3 separate regions of the Zea mays genome follow, and regions 1 and 3 are each linked to region 2. The links are chromatin contacts, called in public Hi-C maps. All regions are on one chromosome and are shown on one strand. Each heading gives the region's core, a stretch centred on a gene start, on an enhancer-like site or on the middle of the called end of the contact. The rest is flanking DNA. Distances are from core to core; before and after follow the strand shown. Region 1 holds the start of LOC100283395 (26S proteasome non-ATPase regulatory subunit 13 homolog A). Region 2 holds the start of LOC100283945 (choline-phosphate cytidylyltransferase B). Region 3 holds the start of LOC100383166 (Plastidal glycolate/glycerate translocator 1 chloroplastic).

What was found. Hi-C and Micro-C count contacts between places; a contact is called where the count stands out from the background.
Region 1: a contact with region 2 is called in a Hi-C map of ear, with 2.5 times the contacts expected there. The contact joins the promoter of LOC100283395 here to the promoter of LOC100283945 in region 2. A contact is called at or near these places in 4 of 25 Hi-C or Micro-C datasets (ear, leaf and tassel).
Region 3: a contact with region 2 is called in a Hi-C map of bundle sheath, with 2.6 times the contacts expected there. The contact joins the promoter of LOC100383166 here to the promoter of LOC100283945 in region 2. A contact is called at or near these places in 4 of 25 Hi-C or Micro-C datasets (bundle sheath, ear and leaf).

Annotation. Positions count from the first base shown.
Region 1 is chr1:106,765,905-106,768,604 of Zm-B73-REFERENCE-NAM-5.0, reverse strand. LOC100283395 (26S proteasome non-ATPase regulatory subunit 13 homolog A) reads left to right here and starts at 1,388. Exons shown (of 8, transcript NR_178211.1): 1 at 1,388-1,617; 2 at 1,797-1,980.
Region 2 is chr1:107,277,237-107,279,936 of Zm-B73-REFERENCE-NAM-5.0, reverse strand. It overlaps LOC100283945 (choline-phosphate cytidylyltransferase B), which reads left to right and starts at 1,321. Exons shown (of 8, transcript NM_001156843.2): 1 at 1,321-1,661; 2 at 1,988-2,101. The coding sequence starts at 1,474.
Region 3 is chr1:106,845,155-106,847,854 of Zm-B73-REFERENCE-NAM-5.0, reverse strand. It overlaps LOC100383166 (Plastidal glycolate/glycerate translocator 1 chloroplastic), which reads left to right and starts at 1,368. Exons shown (of 8, transcript NM_001175831.1): 1 at 1,368-1,805; 2 at 1,887-2,202; 3 at 2,374-2,638. The coding sequence starts at 1,443.

The sequences.
Region 1 (2,700 bases), core at 139-2,638, 510 kb after region 2:
CTGGGTAGTTTGGGTTCTGTGTCGTGTGTGGTGGCTCGGGCGCATATCTAGGTAACTCATTAAAAATAGGCCCGACTGTTGCTGGCCCGGACGGTCCGCGCTCACGTGCGGACGGTCCGGGCATGTGCAGATCGGCTGGTTTGCTGCCGATTTGCGGTTGCTTAGGGTATGTGTCCATCGGCATCCCATACAGGGGTTGTGACTGGTCGTGACAACCTGTAGCCGATGTGTTACACGCGTTATCTCCTAACTCAACCTCGTGCGAAGGAAAATTTGCGTTACTAGATTTATCAAATGCACGTACTAGTCTCTTAATATCGCTTTGCATACCCCTATGGTGTTCTGCATTTGTTCACGCTGATCTTCTACATAATTTCTAAGAGATTGCAGATCGTTGGTATTACTTACATTGGGGATATCTGGCGTGGGTTGGAGCGAAGCCGGATCCGTCGCCCGATGTCGGACGACCTTGTTGTTCCTGTCCACTTTGAAGTTGGCCAAGAACTTTGCTTTCGCCTCCTGGATCATCCGCTCCTTGTGCTCCTCAAACTGGAGCTGCTCGTCAGCCGGCAAGGTTTCCCAAGTCGGCTCTATGATGTTGCTTGGAGAAATATCAGAGCTATCCCTTGAACCGGCCATTGAGGGCCGATTTGATAAGCTTAGATATGTCTTCCCCAGCGGAGTCGCCAAAAAGTATGTTGACGCCTTTTCGGAGCGCCAAATACTCAAGAAGAACCGACGGTGGTGCTCTTTGGTCAGGCGCGGACGGTCCGCGGCCTGGGGCCGGACGGTCCGCGACTTGGCGCAGGGGCTAGGTTTTCCTGCCTGACGTCCGGACGGTCCGCGCCCTGGGGCCGGACGGTCCACGCGTGCGCAGGGGCGGCGGAAGATCGCCGGCGACGCCTGGATCTCGCTCCCGGGAGGGACCCCGTCGGGGAGGAGAGATCCTAGGGGTTGTCTAGGCTCGGGCCGGCCGACCTAGACTCCTCTAATCGACGTAGAGTCGAGGAGAGGCGGAGAATTTGGGGATCGAGAGGCTAAACTAGAACTAGACTAGAACTACTCCTAATTGTACTGGAAATAAATGCGAATAGAAGTTGTATTGATTCGATTGTTGATGATACAAATCGGCCGTAGACCTCTCTATTTATAGAGGAGGGGGGCTGGACCCTTTACACAACTGATTCCGAGCTAATTCCGCGAATATAGCTAACAACCGTAGCACAAAACTCGGAACCCTAATCTGTTCTGCGCACGCGCGGACCGTCCGGCCCACAGGCGCGGATTGTCCGGACCGCGGACCGTCCGGCCTCAGAGCCGGACCGTCCGCAGCTCTTTTTTGGTTCGAACACCATCCATTGTTAAGCTTGACACAGAGAATCCAAATAAATTATAATTTAGGAGGGTCATTCTAACGTCGTCTTATATCAGATAAAATGGTTTTCGCGTACCCATTAGTTCATGAGCGCTCTTAGTTCATTACCATATGTACTCGTGTTGGTGCGTTCGCCCCGTAGCAGCCGTCGGGCTTCTCTGCCTTGTACTTGCGATCGAGTCCAGACCTGCGGAGATAGATCTACTAGTCGACCGATCCGGATCCTTCCCTTCCGTCTCACGGCAAGTATCTTCCCTCTTCCCCTCTGCTCCTGCCAGGCTGCCACACCTCCGCCAGCGCTAGGGTTTTCATTTTCACTCGCTGTTGCTGGTGGTTGTTACCCTTCCTCTCTCTCTCAGCCGTCACCCTCGGAGCCGCAGTCGCCGTAGCAGATCTTCTCTCTAATCCTATCGGTCAACAGCTGCTTGCTCGGGACGGGAACCGGAGGTGGGGTTGCGATGGCGCTGCAGTACGTGGAGGCGCAGCGGCAGTTGCGCCCGGACCTCTCCGACTGGTACGCCTCCCTCGCCGACCTCTACCAGCGGAAGCTATGGCACCAGCTCACCCTCAAGCTCGACCAATTCTTACAGCTCCAGGTCGCACAGGTTCGCTTCCTTTTCCTCCTCTATCTCTCCCACCGCCTTCCTCATCTTAGGGTTAGTTAATGCTTTACAGATGGGGATGCCTGACAGATGGATTACAGACGCCTTCGTTCATAAGGCGGATCTCGCCGCAAACCCACCCCGCCTCCTAGACTTCCCATGTTTTAGTAAGATTTAAGAGTTTTGACTGGATAATTGTTGCCAGCCTAATCATTTTGAGTTACTTATGTGGGGGAAAATGCATACAAGTCTCCAGTATTCAGTCAATTCTTTGTTGCTCATGGTTCTCAATTCAATTCCGATGTACTGTGAGTTTCACCAGCCTGCGTCTTGGACACATGAAACTTTATGCATGTTATTCGAGTACCCTTCTGCAGCTCCAGTTTGCTTTAGCCAAACATAATTGATTTGCATAAAATTTGGAATAATTGGATCTATTAAAAAATTATCAAGCAGTTGTTCTGGTTATCCTCATTTGGGTGCTACAATTGATATCTATCACACATATTACTTGAATTTCCACTGAACTAAAGATGCTGTATGTATGTGCAATTGCTGAAGAGCAATGATGTTGAAGGAAAACCAGAGCAGGCTGAGTTCCTTCTTTCAATTGTTCATTGCCTTGTTTAAAAAATTCCTAAACCAATTATCGTTATCTCATATGCCTATTTGTTTTATCAAGAGTTTCTTTATCCTCTAGTGGGCTTGCTGATCATTCTGGTT
Region 2 (2,700 bases), core at 72-2,571:
GAATTTCAAATGAATTTCAAAAAACTGGCTAAAAAATTGTTACTGGTCTGGTCCGATAAGAAGAAACCGTTTTTTTATCCCTGTCGTGCAGGTCCCAAGCCCTCGCGCGCAGGGGAGAATCCACAAAACAACACTGGTTTGAGAAGACGTTTAGAAAATAGTATCCATTTTCAAGCATTTCATAGAATAGCACCGGTTTCACCAAATTATTTCAGAAAATAACACCCTATCTATATTTTGCATTTTTTATTGCTTACACCACATATAGATAGACCAAATTATCCCTATTCATTTCACATCCTATTTTTATCTCTTATGTCCATAAAAACATAAACTGATAAAACATATAAGCTCTATTTTTATGGACTAATTCCATGTATGCCATCAAAATGTATTTTCATCCCTTGTGTGCCATGGGTGGCATATAAGATTTTTTTGTGTGTGTGACATGTGGGACCAGTGACACATAAGAGATGAAAATAATTCCCGATGGCATACATGGAATTACCCTTATTTTTATAGTGTTAAACATACAAATAGGCACATATTTTTTTATGAAGGAAAAAGTTTAGATTTAACCGTTGAATTTCAAACCTAAATATTTTCAACATCAAGCTACTAAAATTTAGACATACTTGGTTCATCGAATGGTCTTCAAATGTACTTTCTCTGTTCCTTTTTATTTGACGTGGTTGTTTTTTTCAAAAACTTCAATCATTTGTCTTATTAAAAAAATATGTTGTATAAAAACTACTCCCTCCATCCCAGAATATAGTTTTGAAGTTTAATTGTTAAATCTAAACTTTATCCTTACAAAATATTTGTGTTTATTTGTATGTTTAATATTATTCTTAATAATATAAAATAGTGTTCATATATTTGTACGCATTTATGTTGTTCTTATGGACTGAATAGATAAAAAATAAGGCTGGGAAATGATAGGGGCAATTTGGTCCAGTTTTTGTGAGCTGAGAAATAAAAGAATGAAAAAATATAGATGAAATGCTGTTTCTAAATTTATTTGATGAAACTGATGCTGTTTTTAAAATTGCTTGAAAACGAGTGATATTTTATTTAGTACTAGTTTGGAACCATATTTTTCCAAGTGATTTCTATTTTTTTATAGAAAATTAATTTATTTTTTCTTGGGAAAATGAAAATTCTTAGAAAAAAATGTGGTTAGCCTAGCCTTAGATTGTTTCAAAGTAGCGATGTTTTGTGGATTCCCAGCACATGGGCGGTTGACACGGACACCGTGGAGTGGACACGGTCCCGCCGCTCCCCGCCTTCAACCCCGCGCCCCCACCAGGTGGATGGATCGAGTTCCGCAGCGATCCGCGCCTTTTTATTGGCGAGCCTGCACGCGGCCTTGCCCTCCCAGGAAGGGAGGCCGAACTGAGCAGTTCGACCAGGCAGCCATCCACCTCCAACCCCCCTTCGCCTGCGCAAATCGTTACCATCCCAGCGAGAAAGATGGCGCGCGTCTCCAATGCCAAGAAGCGGCAGGGCGCCAAGCCCGCCTCCGCGCTCAGCAGCACCGACACCAGCACCGCCGCAAAGAGGAAGGCCGAGGACGACCGCCCCGTGCGCGTCTACGCCGACGGCATCTTCGATCTCTTCCACTTCGGCCACGCCCGCGCCCTCGAGCAGGCCAAGATGCTGTACGGTCCCTTCTCTTCTACCCCTCCCCCTCACTTTCTTCATGTCAGATCGGCCCCAATGACACATCGATTTGATATCCATCCATCGATATCGATGCCTCGGACTCAAGAGTCTCAGATTAGATCAGATCTGCACGACGCCGGCCGCGGCGCGCTTGCCGCTCCCTCAGGCTCGTCTTGCGCGTGCCCGCCAAACCCACGCCGCCCCGCCGGAGTTGACATCTCAACAACCTCCATCACCTTGATCTGGATGCGCTTGATTCCATGCGTGCCAGTGCCATCCGTTTCGTTTTGATTCTGACGTGTCGTTTTGCGACACCTCGCAGGTTCCCCAACACCTATCTTCTCGTCGGATGCTGCAACGACGAGCTAACCTACCGCTACAAGGGCAAGACCGTCATGACCCAGGAAGAGCGATACGAATCCCTGCGGCACTGCAAGTTAGTAAATATATATATACACTCTTTTGTTTGTTACTAGTGCTAGCTACTAATTCAGATTCAGAAAAGCAAAGCATCTCTCATTTTCCCCTTATTATTCATCGTTACAGTATGATGCACAGTCTAGTATTAACATGTTCGGTCATTTCTAACTAGCATGCCCAATTTGTCAGTAGGGACCTCCTTCTGTTGTGTCCTCTGTTCTTAAGGCGTCGCCTAGGCGTCAGGGCGGTGGTCTAACGTCTAGGCGCCTTGCCCGCCTACCTCGCCTAGGCGTCCAGGCGGTGCTCCAACGCCTTGGACCGCCTTACCGCTTTAAAAACCATTGTTGTGTCTGTGTGATATGTGCGTGCGCGCTTGAATTTGCGAGCATTCTGTATTCATAAAATTGTGCCTGCTTTGCTGCCAAAATTGTACAAAGATGCATCATATTATACTATCTGTATAACAAGATCCAACAGCACAACAAGTCTAGTTGTATTTTCCCTTTTCGTGTGTGAGGCGTTTTGCTTCATGACTCAGAGCAGACCTCTCCTGCAGCTTAGGTTTCTCATTCTTTTCATATCCTCTAAATTGAGGATACTGTATAATTACATGCT
Region 3 (2,700 bases), core at 119-2,618, 430 kb after region 2:
GGCCTGCCAGTGCCCTTTTGTTGTGTCACCCTGCCGATCGTTGACGCTCGAACGTCGACCCCTCCCGAAGATCAGGCTTCTGTTGCGTGTCTCCCGACCGCGACCACCTCGACTTTGGCTACCTCGGCATCTAGGGGCTATCGTCTTCTTGGAGCACACACCGGTCTCTACTCTAGCCGCAACATTCGCACCATTACGACGCTGCGACTGCGGGGGGATTTCAACCCGTCGGCTCCTACATTCGGCCTCTACTCTAGTCTCATCGTGTGTGGTGCCCCCGTTGTGACTGCGGGAGGATGTTAGACTGTGTGTGTGGGCTGACACCACTGTTGGACTGCCGACCCATTAGAGTTAGGGTTGAGTCAATATATATTGTATCCCATCTATTATCGATACAACAGTTCACTCTTCTACACCGACAACCCGTACCCGTTGGATTGAAGTCTTTGGTACTTTTCTCTGTAACACGCAAAACACATTCGTTTTTTGGATTTTGGGTACCATTACATCTCTGACGACAGGAGCGCTTGGTTGGTACTAGGCTCGCAGACGAGGCTGGTTTTGTTGTTACGGGAACCCCATGTCCGCCCCGCAAAATCATGCTTTATGGCAGATGCGGACCAGCTGCAACTTGTTTGCGGCAGCATGTGAACTGTTCCGCGAAGCCCATTGGACGAGAGCCCGCAGCGTCCCGCAAGAATGCAGCAGCATGTGAGCTGCTCAGCGGCGAAGCCCATTGGATGAGAGCGCAACGTCCCGCAAGAAGGCAAGAACCCGCAACGATGCTTGTGACCTGTCTGGCTGCCTCTGCAGCAGCAAAATATCCAACGGCAACCCGCTCCATGTTCAGGTGACCTGCCGGCGGGTGTCTATGGGCTTTGAGCTCAGGGTGTTGGGCGCGGAGGAGGACGAGGAGTTCATGTTCCCGGCGGCGACCCCGTGTAGAGTGTAGTGCTGCAGGGCCCTGGGTAGCACGGCCGATCTCGCCGTCCGTTCACGCATGGCTGCAGCCGGCGACGTCCACCAAGTTCGAGCGCAGAGCAGGAGGATGACGACGAGCACGCGCACCCGGCCGCTGTGGTTCTGTCCGTTTCCGGCTTTCCGCCCCGGGTCGTGGACAGCCACAAATCCGACCCCCGCGGCCGTACGTCGCTTTCCTCGAAGAAGAGGATGAGAGATTGTATTGATCGATCAAGTGAGGTGAGGGTCTCTCGCAGCCCAACGTTCTCAATCCCAACCCCATCCTCGCTCGCTGCCATGTCGATAATTTCTAGCCACACTTCCATCGCTCGCTCTCGTTCAGTAGCTCCTATCCCATCCCGACGAATGGAGTCTCCGTCACCACCTCGCCTGCTAGCCTCCTCCGTCTGCTCAAGACGAGGGAGGAGCAGAGACCGAACTCTGCCGTCTCTTCCTCCTCCCTCTGCACCCCCACGAGCTCCATGGCCGCCACCGCCATGATTGGGATTACCAACCTACGTTGCCGCCACGACCCGCTCTCCTCCCTTCCCCGGGCTACGTCGTCGGCCGCCCGGTCCTGTACGCTGCTTCCTCCTCGATGCCGCCGCCATTCTTCTTGCTGCTCCCCTTCCTCCTCCGTCTCTCCGTGCCGGGCCCGGGTCCGACCAACAGCAGCACTGAAGCGCATCCCTGCCGCCGACACCGGCTTCATGGGTCCAGCCAACAATGAGGCCACCACGCTTAAACGATCATCGTCGGCCGACCTTCGCCGCCGCCTTATCGTCCCCAGCTCCACCGCTGGCACCGGACACGCCGCCAGTGCTTCCACAGGAGTGCTGCCCGCCGTGAGAAGACGCTTTCCTTTATATTTGACACATCGTTCTCTCTCTCTTCAAGAATCGAACCTGATGCTTGTATATATGCAGATTATCGGGGTGGCGCATCTGCTCGTGTCGCTGGGCATTCTGCTCGCCATGGACAAGTTCCTCAAGCAGGCATTCGTCGCCGCGTCCATCAAGTTCCCGAGTGCCCTTTTCGGCATGTTCTGTGTCTTCTCGGTGCTCGTAGTCTTCGACACATTCGTGCCTCCTCTCGCGAAGGCGTTCATTGGCTTCTTTGAGCCCGCCACGCTGTTCATCCAGAGGTGGCTGTCCTTGTTCTACGTCCCGACACTGGTCGTGCTGCCGCTCGCCGTCGGGGATATTCCAGCGGCCTCAGGAATCAAGATCCTTGCAATCACTTGTATGAATGAGTCCTTTTCATCGCGTATATATATATATATATATATATATATATATATATATATATATATATATATATATATATATATATATATATATATATATGCTGTCGGGATCTTCTGTGCTAGCCGTTATGTTTAGCTATTCATGGGATGTGAAACTACTTTTTCAGTTGGTGGCTGGTTTGCTACCCTGACGGTGGCAGGATATACAGTGTTAGCCATGCGAAAACTCGTGAAGACAGAGCTTCTTGCACCATCGGAGCCCACGAAGAAGCCGTCGCCGTTTTCCACGTCGGAGATCTGGGCATGGTCAGCTATATTCGTCGCGTCGTTCGGCGTCGCATGTTTCAATCCCACGGCGTTTGGTACCACGGCAAGAACATGCCTTCCTTTCCTGCTTGCTGCTAATGTGCTGGGATACATGGTTGGTTCTGGGTAAATACGTACGCTTGTATAAACTCGATCGATCAATAGGATCCCAAGTATGCAGTTAGTTT